Regions from separate parts of the Mus musculus genome. Here region 2 is linked to region 1. A link is a contact called in public HiChIP or PLAC-seq data. All regions are on one chromosome and are shown on one strand. Each heading gives the region's core, a stretch centred on a gene start, on an enhancer-like site or on the middle of the called end of the contact. The rest is flanking DNA. Distances are from core to core; before and after follow the strand shown. Region 1 has its middle 21 kb from the start of Cabp1. Region 2 holds the start of Msi1 (musashi RNA-binding protein 1).

What was found. HiChIP or PLAC-seq counts read pairs in DNA pulled down with a chosen protein or histone mark.
Region 2: an H3K27ac HiChIP or PLAC-seq map of embryonic brain shows a contact between it and region 1, with 2.5 times the contacts expected there. The contact joins the promoter of Msi1 here to the enhancer-like site in region 1. A contact is called at or near these places in 2 of 39 promoter capture datasets (hematopoietic stem and progenitor cells and liver), 3 of 484 Hi-C or Micro-C datasets (the G1E-ER4 cell line, bone marrow-derived macrophages and erythroblasts), 3 of 115 datasets of contacts at active chromatin or transcription factors (embryonic brain, embryonic stem cells and fetal liver) and 3 of 9 other capture datasets (adipose tissue, liver and pancreatic islet).

What each region holds. Positions count from the first base shown.
Region 1 is chr5:115,211,350-115,218,711 of GRCm38.p6, forward strand. No RefSeq gene overlaps it. Among named protein-coding and RNA genes, the nearest start is that of Cabp1, 21 kb to the left of the region's middle. Within about 2 kb of position 3,787, at least 74 of the 459 cell types and tissues checked have an H3K27ac peak or open chromatin away from gene starts, as enhancers often do. A contact at or near this core is called in embryonic brain, where this site is marked.
Region 2 is chr5:115,427,919-115,435,254 of GRCm38.p6, forward strand. Msi1 (musashi RNA-binding protein 1) reads left to right here and starts at 1,757. Exons shown (of 15, transcript NM_008629.2): 1 at 1,757-1,888; 2 at 2,059-2,099; 3 at 2,705-2,786; 4 at 2,886-2,970; 5 at 5,934-5,975. The coding sequence starts at 1,830. A930005G22Rik (RIKEN cDNA A930005G22 gene) reads right to left here and starts at 1,586. Exons shown (of 2, transcript NR_168295.1): 1 at 1,392-1,586.

The DNA of each region.
Region 1 (7,362 bases), core at 2,537-5,036:
TTATAAATAGCATCCCCTGTAGCGGGAAGGAATTGAGAGGCTTGGTGAGTCAGTACAGCAGAAACACACACACACACACATACACACACACATATGCACAGACACATAATGCACATACATGCACACACACATACACACACGTGCACACAGATATACACACACGTACATGTGCACACACACACACACACACACACACACACACACACACGGGCACACACAGCCCTCTCACCTGAGTCTGTCTGCAATACCATTCTTCTTGGGTACCCCATCTGAGACACCCCCTCCTTACAACTTAACTAAGCCAGGGACTCTGCTTCTATGACCCCTCCCCTCCTGCCAGGTCCCATCTTTTGGAGCGCCAGGAAGCCCACTGTCTCATTAGATCAGAGGCACCGGGTTATATAATGTTTCAACTCAGATTCTATAGCTGGTCCTACCTGGGTGTCAGGCCCAACTCTTTGATGTGTGTGTGTGTGTGTGTGTGTGTGTGTGTGTGTGTGTGTGTATCTAATCTATGTGTGTGTGTCTGTGTGCCTGTGTATCAGTATCTAAGTCTATGTGTGTCTGTGTGTGTGTGTATGTCTGTGTGTATCTAATCTATGTGTGTGTGCCTATGTGTCTGTGAGTGTGTGTTATCTAATCTATTGTGTATGCCTCTGTGTGTGTGTGTGTCTGCATGCACATGCATGTATGTGTCTGTGTCTAAGTCTGTGGGTGTGTCTGTGTGTGTATCTCTGTGTGTGTGTGTGTGTGTGTGTATGCGTGTGCATACACTCACATCACAGAGCACGTGTACAGGTAAGAGGATAGTTTTCAGGAGTCAATTCTCTCCTTCTACCATGTATGTTCATGGATCAACCCCAGGCCCTCAGGCTTGGTGGTAAACACCTTTGGTGGCTGAGCCATCCCAGAAGCCCAAGCTCTGCCAATTCCTGTGACCCTATTACCTTCACTCATGAGAGCCTCATTCATAAAATGGAGATGATGATGATGGTGGTGGTGGTGGTGGTGGTGCTGATGGTAACCTTACCTACTCTAAGGAATTGTATGAAGAGTCAGAATCCAGTGCCCAGCTCTAACTATGGCAGCTACAGCCCCTGTGCTCAACGCTCCACTGTCCTATAATCCAGAATGACAAGAAGAATGGCTTCCCTTGGTCTGACCACACCTGCCGTGACCTTGAAGCCTGAAATCCTGACCTCTAATGTCTCCAGCCTTTGCAAATGAGTTTCACCATCCGTCATAAACAGGAACCCCGGAAACACAGTCCGGGAGAGAACCATGTGGCTTGTCCAAGGCCACACTGTACCCCATATGGTAGAATCTGTCTTCGGCAGAAAGACTGTCATTTTGCCAGAGGCCCAAGGACAAAAGCAGATGCTGTGTGTGGAAGCAAAAGAATCGAGCACACAGGGAGCCGGTGTTTTCTGCTTGTCTAGTTAGCTCCTGGGGGGAGATACTACCTGCTACCCTCCTATGCCTGGCAACACAACCCGCCCCCACCTAGCCCCCCAAGATCAGGTTTTCTTGTTTTATTTTTAAACAGGATCTCATGTAGCCCAGGCTGGCCTTGAACTCACTACACAGATGAGGATGACTTACAACCTCTGATCCTCCTGCCTCCACCATCCAGATCCCCGGGGACAGGAATGATGGGTGTGTGCAGCCTTGCTGGGCTTGTGTGGTAACGGGGATAGAAACTTGATAGGCAGGCAAGCACTTTACCAACTGAGCTACACCCCCAGCCTGCTCATAAAGATGACTAATTCAGGCACACTACCTCACGCCTTTAATCCCAGTGCTTAGCAGACAGAATCTGGAGTTTAAGGCACATGGTGAGACCTTGTCTCAAATCAAAAAAAAAAAAAAAAAAAAAGCTTATCGTTTCTTTACATTTTTAGGTTTATGTTTATGATGTGTACAAGTGTGTCTGTGCATGTCTAGGTGAACGCAGATGCCCTCAGAGGCCAGGGGTGGCAGCGTCATTCCCCTGGAACTGGGGTCCTGAGGTGCCGGGTGGGTGCTGGGAACCGAACTGGAGCCTTCTGCAGAAGCTCTGGAAGCTGATTCACCATCTCTCCAGCCCCCATCTCTCTATCTGGTGCACTGCTGTCTTCCTCTTATTAAACTGTGTTCATTATTCATGAGAGTGGGGTGTGCGTGCCCAGGGTGCACATGGAGGTCAGAGGACAGCTGGCAGGAGTGTGTTCTCTCCACGCGTGGCGTCCCAAGGACCTGCCTCAGATCCTTAGATGTGGTAGCAGTGGCTTTACCTGCCGAGCCCCCTCTTGATCATGCATGTTTGTTCTCTCTCTCTTCTTTCTTTCTTCCTTCCTTTCTTTCTTTCTTTCTTTCTTTCTTTCTTTCTTTCTTTCTTCCTTCCTTCCTTCCTTCCTTACTTCCTTCCTTCCCTTCCTTCTTTCTTTTTCTTTCTTTCCTTCTTTCTTTCTCTTTCTTCTTCCTTTCTTTTTCTTCCCTTTTTTCTCTTTTTTCCTTCCTTCCTTCTTCCTCTTTCTTTCTTTCTTTCTTTCTTTCTTTCTTTCTTTCTTTCTTTCTTTCTCTCTTTTTCTTTCTCTTTCTTTCTTTCTTTCTTTCTTTCTTTCTTTCTTTCTTTCTTTCTTTCTTTCTTTCTTTCTTTCTAGACAGAGTGTCTCTCTATGCAGCCCTGGCTGTCCTGGAACTCCCTGTGTAGACCAGGCTGGCCTCCAACTCACAGAGATCTGCCTGCTTCTGACTCCTGAGTGCTGGGATTAAGGTTGTGTGCCACCCAGCCTGCCCCGTGTATATTATTTAAGGAGAAATGTTTAGGTAAGATTTTGGCCTCCCTGGTCCCTACACCCTTTGCTGTTCCAGGGTTGCTCATGGAGCCCCTTAAAATTCCTCCCATGGTATGACAGGCCATGCATTCAGGTTGCCTGACAAACTTGGGTTCTTACCTGGATCTGTCATTTCCTGTGTGACCTTGGGCTAGACCCTTGGTCTCTCTAAATACTAAGTAATCTCTCTTATGTTCCACAGGACCCAGCACTATGTAGTAGGTGACTACAGCCTCTGTCTTTGGGGAACTTTTATTTTGGTGGGGGGGTTGTGGGGTGTGCACAGACATAGTAAGCAAGCAAGTAATTTCCGAAGGGTTAACCAAAAGTCACGGAACAAGGGAATGTGATCCACACTTCAGAGGAGAGAGGTGGTTTCTTTTTGAATAGGGTGATCAGAAAGAAAGTGACATTCCAGGCAGGGCATGGTGGTGTACACCTTCAATCCCGGCATACTGAGGCAGAAGATACTGAGGCAGAAGTGGCTGGATCTCTGTGGATTTGAGGCCAGCCTGGTCTTTATGGCGAGTTCTAGGATAGCCAGGGCTACATAGAGAGAGGCTTTTGCTCAAAAAAAAAAACAAAAACAAAAACAACAACAACAACAACAACAACAAAAAAACCCAAAACCCAAAAAACAAACAAACAAACAAACAAAAAAAAACAAAACCAAAAAAACAACAAAAGAGAAAGTGCCATTTATTCTGAGTCCTGGCTGAGTGAGTTTGGTGCAGGGAGCCGCGCTGCCAAGAGCAGAGAGGGAAGAGGCGAAGTCAGAGCATGGCCGGGGTTACAGCACACAGCTCCGGATGCGGCAGGGGACCAAGCAGAGAGCATCCAGCCGACGCTCAGGATACAGTAACCGTTAGGTCTGGCAACGCTCCCTGCTCTCCTCCTTCGGGGACCCTCCTGGCTCTCCCCTTACCTCTCCGCCCAGTCTTCACCACCACCATTCCCGGATGGCAGGAAAGGGACCGATCCCAGCAGCCAGGAAGCCCCATCCCCCACTCTCTCCTCCCTCCTGTCTTCCTCCGAACCCTCCCACCGCAGCCCAGTGATTTTCCTGACTCTTCACAAGGCGATTTTATTAAACATCTCGAAAAAATATTCTCTCACTCCCTCTCTCTTTATTTATAAAAATCAACTTAGCACCCTGCTCCTTTGTTCTATTTGGATTCTGGAACAGCCTGGTTTATATTTAGCCGAAATCCCGCTCCTTTCCCCACAGATTCCGGCTCAGTCCCAACTACAGGGGCGCGGAGGGTGGAGGGGGGGGGGCTCAGGGGGTTTGCAGGGTTGCTCCCTGCGGGAGCATCTTTTGCATGCTATCTAGTGATCCCAAGTAAGCCCAGGCTGGGCTAGCTTCTCTGTCATCCCATCACTATCCCATACAGATGTCCTCAAGAAAGAGAGGAGCCGGGCAAAGGGCAAAGGGAATAGAAAGACCGAGCCCCAATCCATAGCCAGGCTCTGAGGGGCAGAAGGTATTTGTGTGCGGGTCGGGGTTCAAGTTCAAACTCTCCTCGTCCCCCCTCCCACCAGGCTTGTCCTCGTCACCCCCACCCATTTGGCTGCTGAGCAGAGTCAGAGGGTGTCAACATGCTTATACGCTTGAGATGGCAAACCCGGACTATCCTACAGGATAGAGCGAGCACCAGGAGCTGCTCCACACAGAAGCCGCTTCTTCCGCAAAGCCCTCCCAGATTGAGCCCCATCTATTCAACTGACACTGAGGTTCCAGAGATAATGAGCCAGGGTCTCCCAAGACCCGGGCTTGAGCAGGAATCCGGAGGTGGACAAAGCCCCAATTGTTTTTCTAAGAATACACTAGGCCTGCTCTCCTTCTAGAGCCAAAGAAGCACTTGGCGCATGGGGACCCCACGCAGAGTCGTGCTTACGGCTGTATCTGGGGGTCAGAGGAGAGCTTCCAACACATGCTTACAAGATTATTTGGCAAGGCCTGGGTTCGATCACCAGTACAACACGGGGCGGTGGCAAATAAATTGGACCGGTGGTTATAAAAAAGGGGAGAAGGAAGGAAGGAAGGAAAAAAGGAAGGAAGGAAGGCAGGCTAGATCCAGATGTAAAGTTGGGTTGGAAAGGGGCTGTATTGGGTATTCTGAAGTAGTGGGAGGGGGCAGTACCGAGTAGCTAGAATTGACACACATTAGATAAGTGAGGATGTCAAACAGTCAGTTAAGAATTTTAATAAAAGCAAAGTAATTCTCACAAAAGAAAATACGCAAGTGGCCAATAATAAAAATGCAAAGATGCTCAAATGTCTCGACGTCAAAGCACAAATTAAAACCACCAGATCCTACCAACAACGTAGAATGCCTACACAGAGGGTAAATATCTTCAGGCACACCCATACAGTGATCAAGTCGTATTCAGGGATAAGAAGGAATGGATGCCTATAGACGGTAAAATGCAGACGAACCTCAAAAGCATGTTTTTACCAGGTGTAGTGGCACATGCCTGCAATCCCAGCACTTGGAAGACTAAGGCAGAAGGATCAGGAGTTCAAAGCCAGCCCTACTATATAGTGAGACTCTGTCTCAAGGAGGGGGAGGGGAGGCGAAGATTAGGGCTGGAGAGACTGTAGCAGTTAATTGTACATGCTGCTCTCACAGAGGACCTGAGTTCAGTTCCCAGCACCAACCCCAGGTAGCTCACTACTGTACCTCCAGTCCCCAGGAACACATCATCTCTGGGCTCCACAGGCATCTGAATTCACATGTGCGTGCACGCACACAAACACCACACACACACACACACACACACACACACACACACACACACACGTACACACACATAAATTTAACACTAAAAGTCAGTCTTTTTAAAAAGAAAATACATGCCCGGGGGTGGTGGCACACGCCTTTTATCCAGCACTTGGGAGGCAGAGGCAGGCGGATTTCTGAGTTCAAGGCCAGCCTGGTCTACAGACTGAGTTCCAGGACAGCCAGGGCTATACAGAGAAACCCCCTGTCTCAAAACAAACAAACAAACAAACAAACAAACAAAGGAGTTCTTAATTCTAAGTATATGCTGGCATGCATGTGTATTCATACGTATCTATACATATAATGAATACTTTCTACTAATCTGTATTTTTGGTTTGCTTGTTTTTCGAGACAGGGTTTCTCTGTAGCCCTGGCTGCCTGGAACTCACTCTGTAGACCAGGCTGGCTTCGAACTCAGAAATCTACCTGCCTCTACCTCCCAAGTGCTGGGATTAAAGACGTATGCCACCACCGCCCAGTTGAATTAAGAACTCTTGTTATGGCAACTGGTAGTGGCAGTAGCAGTCCTATGCACTTTTAATCCCAACATTTGGGAGGTAGAGGCAGGGGGATTACTGAGTTGAAGCCCATCCTGGTCTATGGAGTGAGTTCCAGGACAGCCAGGGTCATGTAGAGAAACCCCATCTCAAACACATACACACACACACACACACACACACATACACACACACCACACACACACACACACACACAAAACCCATCCCATCAGGCAGTGCCTGTAAGTTGCTCAAAGGGTAAAGGCACTTGCCACATGAGCTCAGCCCCCTAAGTTCAACTCCTGGAACCTATCTACGTAAAAATGGAAGGAAAAAAACTCACTCCATAAAATTGTTCTCTACCCCTCCCAATTACCCCTCCTTTGTGGTGTGTGCACACACAGGACAATAACCCATTTTTATTTATTATGTTAGGTATAGGAGTGCCTGCACATATATATGTATGTGCACCACATGCATGCCTGGTATTTTAGGACACCAGAAGAGGGTGTCACATCACCTGGAACTGGAATTACCGGACAGCTGGGCTCTACCATGTGGGTGCCAGGAATTGAACCCAGGTCCTCTGGAGGAGCAGCCGGTGCTCTAACCACGGAGCCACCCCTCCAGCGCCACCAATCTTATTTTTATTTTTTTTTAAGTAGGCAAAATGATTGAACAGACGCATTCAGAAAAGACACCGTTATCTTTAGCTAGCAGGGAAGTACAAATTAAAATTGAAACTTAAGACACCCTTGCAGATGTGTTAGGGTGGATTTCTCAGTTGAGCAAGCCATCTAAACAGACAGTATCAGTGAGGGCGTGGAGCGTGAATCGGCAGTTCTGTCGAGAAGGCTGGCTGCTCCTTATATAGCTGAGCACGCACCAATCTCTGCTCATAATTCTCTTTCCTCGCTGTTTACCCGAGAGAACTGAGATGTGTACTTATGCAAAAAGCTTATACATGAATTTCATAGCTTCATTCTTCAAAACAAAAAACAAAACTTAACTTTGTGGGTGTGCCCACCTGAGTGTGTATATGTGTAGGAGCCCAGAGAGGCCAGAAGAGGGCATCAGATCCCTTGGAACTGGAGTTATGGGTAGTTGTGAGCCACCATGTGGGTGCTGGGAATTGAACCTGGGTCATGTGCTCTAACCCCTGAGCCACCTTTCCAGCTCCCTCTGGTCAGTTTTATTGTCAACACAATCCAAAGTCAACATGAAAGAGGGATCCTTGCTGAAGAATCACCATCAGGTCAGCCC
Region 2 (7,336 bases), core at 507-3,006, 210 kb after region 1:
AGGTGGTTAAGTATAGGATGGTCCCCACCTCCCAATCTAGGGGACACTGAGAACCTGGGAGAGTAGGAGGAGACAAATAGGGAAATGGCAAATTTGTTTGTACCCGATGGCCGGATATACCTGCTGAGCTTTCCCACAAGGTTCCTAAGGAAACTTAAAAGGGGCTCACTCTCTCTCTGGGGTGTGATGGCTGGGGGGAGGGGTGCGTGCTAGGAGGAACAGGAAAGCACCTCTAGGTTGGGGTGCCAGGACCAGGGGCACACATTATCACAAAGGAGAAAGAGTGCAGGATTGGTCCTGCACACAGGTGGCTACTGAGTCAACCTGGGTGGATGTAAGGAAGGGAGGAGATAGGGATGCGGGGTGGGGGTGGGGTAAAGTGGTAGGGTGGGGCTTGTAAAGGCACCTTAGCCTCCTGTTTGGACCATTTCTATCGTGGTTTCAACCAGGGAAGTGAAGACATCCCTTGGTCTTGAGGGAGGAGGGTGAATCTGCCTCTTGTCATATATAAGGGACTTTCTTGGTCTTCCCAGGCTGGAGAGAAGGAGTTTATGGGGGTGAATGAAGAGACATGGGGTTCAAGTACTAGGAGGTGATGCTAAAGAGCCAGGAGTTAGAGGGAAGAAGACAGGAGTTTGGCTTCATAGAAGGAAATTATTTACAAGGGAAGTTAACTCTAAACCTGGTGGAGAGTCAGCCCAGGTTCTTCCAAATCAAATGGAAGGGAGCTAGGACCCCAGATGAAAGGGAGTCACTTGGAGGGTGCACAGCCTGGAATCTCCGAGACACCGACTTCTCTCTCCACTTCATTGGGGACCCTGCCAGCGGGCAAGTGTTTGGAATCAGTTTCCCCCCACTCCAGACAGTCCGAAAGGGGCTGGAAGTGAGACAGGAGGAGGTGCCCACAGAAGGCCGGGGAGGTGACAACTTGGGAAACCTGGCTCGAGGCTGGGCATTCTCTCAGCTGACCATAGGGGTCCCAGGTGTGGAGAAAAGGGGTTTAGGGGAGTTACAAGGCACACTTAATTTGGACAGCAAGGGCCGAGGAGGGGCAAACAAAACTGGGAAAGATTCTACTAGTGTTGCTGATAAATGCTCCCCACTCGGGACGCAAGGCACTACGAGGGCTCCCCAAATTGGACGTGGGAAACTAGGAATGGACTGGAGACTGTCGTCAAGGCAGTCTAAATTAGGTTCAGGAGAAACTGGGGGTCTCCAAGGGCAACTCCTCGCTCGGACTGGGAGAGGTTTCTTACCAGTTGGAAGGTGTTGGGGGGCACTGAGCTATCTCCAACCCGACCCAGGAAGATTGGGGGCACCTTCTAAATTCTCAATAGCGAGGACCAGGGAGGAAGGACTAGGGAGGGTTCCCCCATCCGAAGCCGAGCTACCTTGAACGCACCGGGAAGCGCTTCATCCCGGGAGGGCGTTCCCCACGGCTGGGCCCCCGCGCCGCTGTGGGTGAGGGGTGCGGCCGCGCCCCAGGCCCGAGCCCGCACCAGGAATCAGGGGAGCTCGCTCACCCCCCGGACACACAGGAACCCCGAGGGAAGTGGGGAGGGGGGTCCCAGCGCCGCCGCCTCCGCGGGCGCCCGGGCGCGCGCCGGGCTTTATGCGCGCAGGGCGGCGGGGGGAGGAGCCGGCAGGTCGGCCCCCGGCGGGCCCTCCCCTTGGCCGTCCCCGCCCGCCCGCCCGAGCGGGGTCGGGGGAGGGGGCAGCATGGCCTGTCCGTCCGGCCCCCTTCGCCGCGCTCCTCATCTGCCCCGCGCCGAGCGCCGCCGCCGCCGCCGCCGCCGCCGCTCCGCTGCCCGCGCCGCCCGCGGCTCCCGATGGAGACTGACGCGCCCCAGCCCGGCCTCGCCTCCCCGGACTCGCCGCACGACCCCTGGTACGGTCCGGCCCGGCCCGGCCCAGCCTGCCCAGCCCGCGTCCGCCCCGGCCCCGCCAACATGGCCGATCCGGGTCGGGCCGGGGCCTCCCCGGGGCTCGGGCCCGCGCCCCCTGCTCCCTGGCGCCCGGCGCTCACGCGGGCCCTTTGTGTCTCTGCTCCTCCCGCAGCAAGATGTTCATCGGAGGACTCAGTTGGCAGACCACGCAGGGTGAGCCAGCCCAGGGATCGCCCGCCGGCCCCCGCACCGCCACCCTGCACCCCTTGCGGCACCCCAAGCCCGGACGCCCCTGCCCGGCCCCGCGCCCCGCTGACCCCGGGCGCCCTCGTGCCCTCTTCCGCGCCCCGCCCCGGGGACCCCGAGAGCGCAGCACGCTCGGCGAGCGCGCACGGCCCGGCGCGGGTTGGGGAGCAGTTGTGGGGGGTGGGGGGCGGGTTGAGGGGGCATCGGGGGGGGCGGGCTGGGCCCCCGGGACCCGCCAGCGGCAGCTCCAACTCCGCTCGCACCTGCGGCTCAAACTTTTGTTGAGGCTGCTCCCGGAGCGGCGGGAACCCAACCTGAGCGGTCCCCTACTCCAGCCCGGCCCCGGCCCTTGCCTTGCCGAGGCCCCGGTGGGCGCCAGGAAGGCTCTGCGGGACCCCCCTCCCCAATCCCCGGCGAGGGCAGGGGTGGGGGGGCCGGCCGCGGAGAGTGCGCGCGGGCAGCTCGGCGCGGGGGCGGCGGGGCCGCGCCGGGGTCACCAGGGGCAAAGGACGGGGGAGGAGGGGGAAGGGCTCCGGGCCTGGGCTGGTCCGAAGGCGAGTGTGTGGTTACAGAAGGGCTGCGCGAATACTTCGGCCAGTTCGGGGAGGTGAAAGAGTGTCTGGTGATGCGGGACCCCCTGACCAAAAGATCCAGGTGAGTCCCGGAGACCTCTCCTGCCACCGCGCTCGCCCCTCCCGCCGAGGCCACTCGCTGTCCTTGTAACCATCTGCCTCTCCCTCACTACCGGCGCAGGGGTTTCGGCTTCGTCACTTTCATGGACCAGGCGGGGGTGGATAAAGTGCTGGCGCAATCGCGGCACGAGCTCGACTCCAAAACAGTGAGTGACCCTCGGGGTTTCGGGGGTCCTTTGGGAGAGGGAGGCTGCCGGAGGAGAGCGATCCGGGAACTCTCTCTCGTGGGGACAGTTGCATGGAGTTTGCAGAGTGAGAAAGCTGTCATGCCCTGAAAGTTTGTCAGTGGAGTTAGGGACAGAGGGAGGAAAGGAAAAAAAAAAATCTCAGGCCTGGGATAAGATGCCACACGCCCCACCTCCAGTGTTGGTGAGGGACGCAGCAACTACTACTCTTTCTCTGTGAGTACTAATCTTGGTACTTCTGGCTTTGGGGTGGAGCCGGGCCCCTATCCTACCCCCAGATTGAATGAGTCAGGGCTACAGTTACCCACGGTGGCTTCTCTGAAATCTAACTACTATTTGACTCTGTGACACCCCCTTTTCCATTCCAGACCAATGGCAAAGCATCACAGAGCCCTCCCGCTCCCCCCCCCCCTTCTCCTTCCCGGACTTTGGTCAGTGAGCTCCTTGCTTTTGTAGAAGACACGAACCTTCTTTATCCTTACAGGGTATTTATGAACAGGGAGCTAGCTTGCAAGGAAATTGGAAATAGGGGGAAAAAAAGTGCTCTGTCGACCAGATCTTAGGAGACCCTGCCTGTTTGGTATTCAAACTCCTGGAACATTTTGCTTCTTTCCCAGTGTTCCCAGTGTCTTGGACCCTGCAGGGGGCGCTGGCGGAGGCCAGCTCAGGGGTTCCAGAAGGCAAAGGAGAAAAGCAGAGGAAGAGGCTCACTTGATGATGGGGGGTGTCTGTCTGCCAAGGGTGGGGAGGACCGGGACAATGTGACCTCTCTCCACACTCCCCCATTCTTTCTTCCCCAGCCCTGGGCCTCCCTGCTTGGGCCAGTTACTAGCTCCTGTTTACCTGCAACAATGGCTGGTTGTGCCCCAAGAATTTGTTAAATTACCGTCTGTCCCCAGCTCCTGTTATCTCTGCCCAGTGGCTCCCACTCCCGCACACAGTAATGAGCAAATGAAGCCAGGCCTCGACTTTGCCTGTTCTGAAAGGCTCTTCCTGGCTCAGCCCAAGTGACCCAGGCTGGGGAGAGAAGAGACAGTGGCCTATTGTTTTTGACGATTATCTACCGTCAAGCTGCCTGTTTTCCTACCGTCCCCTGTCCTCAGAATGCACCGATGGCTTCTGCTGCTCTCAGGAAGCTGAGTGCTGGGGTGGTGGTGGGGAGCTGGAGGCGTCCAAGATTGATAAGGGGGTTGGAGGGGGGAGGATGCTGAGGGGGACATCCTTAAGATATGGAGACTGCCAACCGAAAGGGCTTTGTCTGTGTTTAGCATCTCTGGGCTGGGGAAAGGGGGCGGGAAAGAGTCTATTTTGGGATCTGAATTTCACCTTTTATTTACTTGTTGGGCCTTATTTATGTTGCCAGCTGTGAGTCAGAGTGGAGGGTGTGTGTGTGTGTGGTGTGTGTGTGTGTGTTGGAGATTTTCTGTGTGTGAGTCTGGGGGAGTGTGGCCGTCTCTCCATCAGGGTCTGTTCAGGGGGCTGTTGGAGGTAGGTGGCTGCTTCTGGAAGAAGGAGGGTGAGGTTGTATGAAATCACAACCTCAGATGAACAGTTGGGTGGGTTTGGTTTCCCCTAGAGATCACAGGACCCGGCTATAGGAGGGACATTGCCCTAGTGCGGGCTTTGGAGATCCGTCTCTGGGCAGATTCCGGAGGGGAGCTGGCAGAAGGTGGCTTCCTGGTTCATGCCATGTGGGCAGAGGGAGGCTGGGGCCAGTTGTCTAGAATCCTGAGTTTTGAACAGAAGGAACTTCAGGAAAAAGATAGATCTCGCCTGTGATTGGCTGGTAACTTCTAAACGATGTCCATCCGTGTGAACAGCAAGAATTGTCACGACCAGGCCTCACGGGTCCTGTCTCGGTCGCAGAGTACCTGGTGTTCTGTTTCTTACTGTCTGTCAGCAGGGCTAGAGCACCTAGGCATGGTACCCAGGTGTGTCCTGGTTTCGTCAAGGGCAAAGGTAACCTGGTAATGGCACCTTTGTTTGTGCAGCGGAGGGACATTGACAAAGGGCCGCTTTCAACCTTTATCTCATTTGAATCCCCCGCAGCTGCCCTCCGGAGGAGTGGGTGTGATTGTCCCCACTCTGCAGATGCGTGGACTGAGGCTTAGAGAGGTCTACGAGGATTAATAACCTTGCCCTGTAGCCCATTTCTTAAGTCCCATTCTCTCTCACACCAAGAAAGACTACACTCAGCCTCACCTGGAGCCTCGCTCTCCAATAGGAGCCATTCGCTTTCAGCTCCTAAGGAGGGCTGTCAGCAGCTGGAGGAAGTAGGGAGACAGTACTGAGCCTATTCCTGGTGGGTCCAGACTCTGACCTTCACATCCTTTTCAGGCAAAGGCTAGATAGTCTGGCAAAAGTCTTGTTTTGCAAAGTCAGAGTAACACGAGCCACTTAGGCAGGTAAGGCACCGACGCTGACACCCTTGTGGAGTCTGTTTAGCGAAACCTTCGGTGTATCTGATACTTGGTGAAACCAGGCTTTAGCTCACACAGTTTTGGGGGTTTTTGCTGTGGGCTAGACACCAGCCACGCCCCATGCTCTGTGAGCGTGATCTGAAGAGAGCTGCAGACGGACCTTTGGGGGAGGTATTAGTTGTCCATTTAGCAGGTGAACTTGACCTTGAAGCTTTGAGGACTTAACTTGTCCAGGGTCTCACAGCTAGAAAGCAGTGTGTGTGTGTGTGTGTGTGTGTGTGTGTGTGTGTGTGTGAGAGAGAGAGAGAGAGAGAGAGAGAGAGAGAGAGAGAGAGAGAGAGATTTGAACCCTGCTACTTGCTTTAACCACTCTATAGTCCTACCTAAAGCCATTGTAGTTCCTCTTACTTCTCTGTGCCCTGGGATGAAAGAAGCTGAAGGTTGTGTGACCACCCAAGGCTATATATGGTACCCAAGACTCCTAATCTGTTCCTTTTCTCGCAGATTGACCCCAAGGTGGCCTTTCCTCGAAGAGCACAGCCTAAGGTAGGTGTGTGATGGGGATGGTAAGGGGGTTGCTGGGAAATTTCCTTTATTCTGGGCAAGTTGGGGTAGTGGTTCTCTCAGCAAGCTCTTCTATGGCAGATGTTCCTGGAGCATCTGTTTGGTGTGTGTCTCGAATGGGCAGGGGTAAGGAGAAAGGATGTCTGTTGCATAGAATTAAGACACTACTCTTCACACCCATGTGCTGGGGTGGACGGCGGATAACATGGCTGAGGGAGTTGCTTTGTTGTACTGTATATGATGCCAATACAGTTTAGACCCAGAGTGTAATTCTGGCCTGTTGGATCACAGCCTCTGGATGCTAAGCCTTGGGGGTGGGGGCAAACCCAGAGTGAGCTTGACCCAGGCTTAGGTGAGGGAGCTTGCCTCTTGACTCTAGGCCATCCTCCTGTCTCTGTTTTGAGACGTGTTGGGCTTCCAGAGGGTGAAGGGAGGCGGGAGCCTTTCAAACTTCTCACCTGTTGGGTTTTCGCTTGAAGCTCTGTGGCTGTGTGAGCAGATTTCCGAGTGGCTGAGCAGAGAGCGTGCATCAGGATTTGTGACGCGGGGCAAGGGCCTTAGATTTGATTCCAGGCATTGTGGCAGCTGGCCAGACCTTAGGTTTTAAGCAGTTGACTTATGGGCACTGGAAGAAAGGCCACCGTTACAGCAGTACCAGGAGGCTGGACCTCCACGTTTGTGTGTTGAGATCATTCCAAACCCTGGATGTTCCTTTTCCTGGAGGTCTTAGTTTCTCCCTTGATGGCAACCAAGGTGCTCTGAGACTGTGAGCCCTGCATTCCATCAAGGCTGCCAGGTCCTGCTGGGGGAGAGAGAGAGAGAGAGAGAGAGAAACAAGTTCTAGAAGACAAGAGAGGGGGCATCCTTGGAAAGGATCCAGCCTAGGGTCTGAAAGTAATTATGGAGCAGGTATCCGAAGGAAGCCACACCAGGCAGCGCATGGTCAGAATTGGGTTAATTCCATTAAGCAGTTTGGTGACAGAAGGTGCCTCAGTGTTAGGATGGGGCTGGGAATTGCCCTGGATTAGCCATGCGCTCCTGGGGTAATTAGGACCATGTGGTCTTCCTGAAACAGGGCTGGGGGCCACGGGGAGGCTGCCCGAGGTTGGTTGGCTTGGGAGGAAGGTTGATGAGGAAACTGTTGGTGTTCCTTTCGGTGACACCCCCGTGGTATCTTTGGTGTCTCCCAGAAGAAGTGGTGGGATCTTTCATGCTAGGCAGTGAGTCTAGGCCCTTGGCATGCCTCCCCTGCCCCCATCCTTGTAAGGTTCCTTAGGGAACCTTCCATACGCAGACCCCAGGGAGGGAGGCACACTAGAGCCAGCCAGAGTGTGGGGCACACA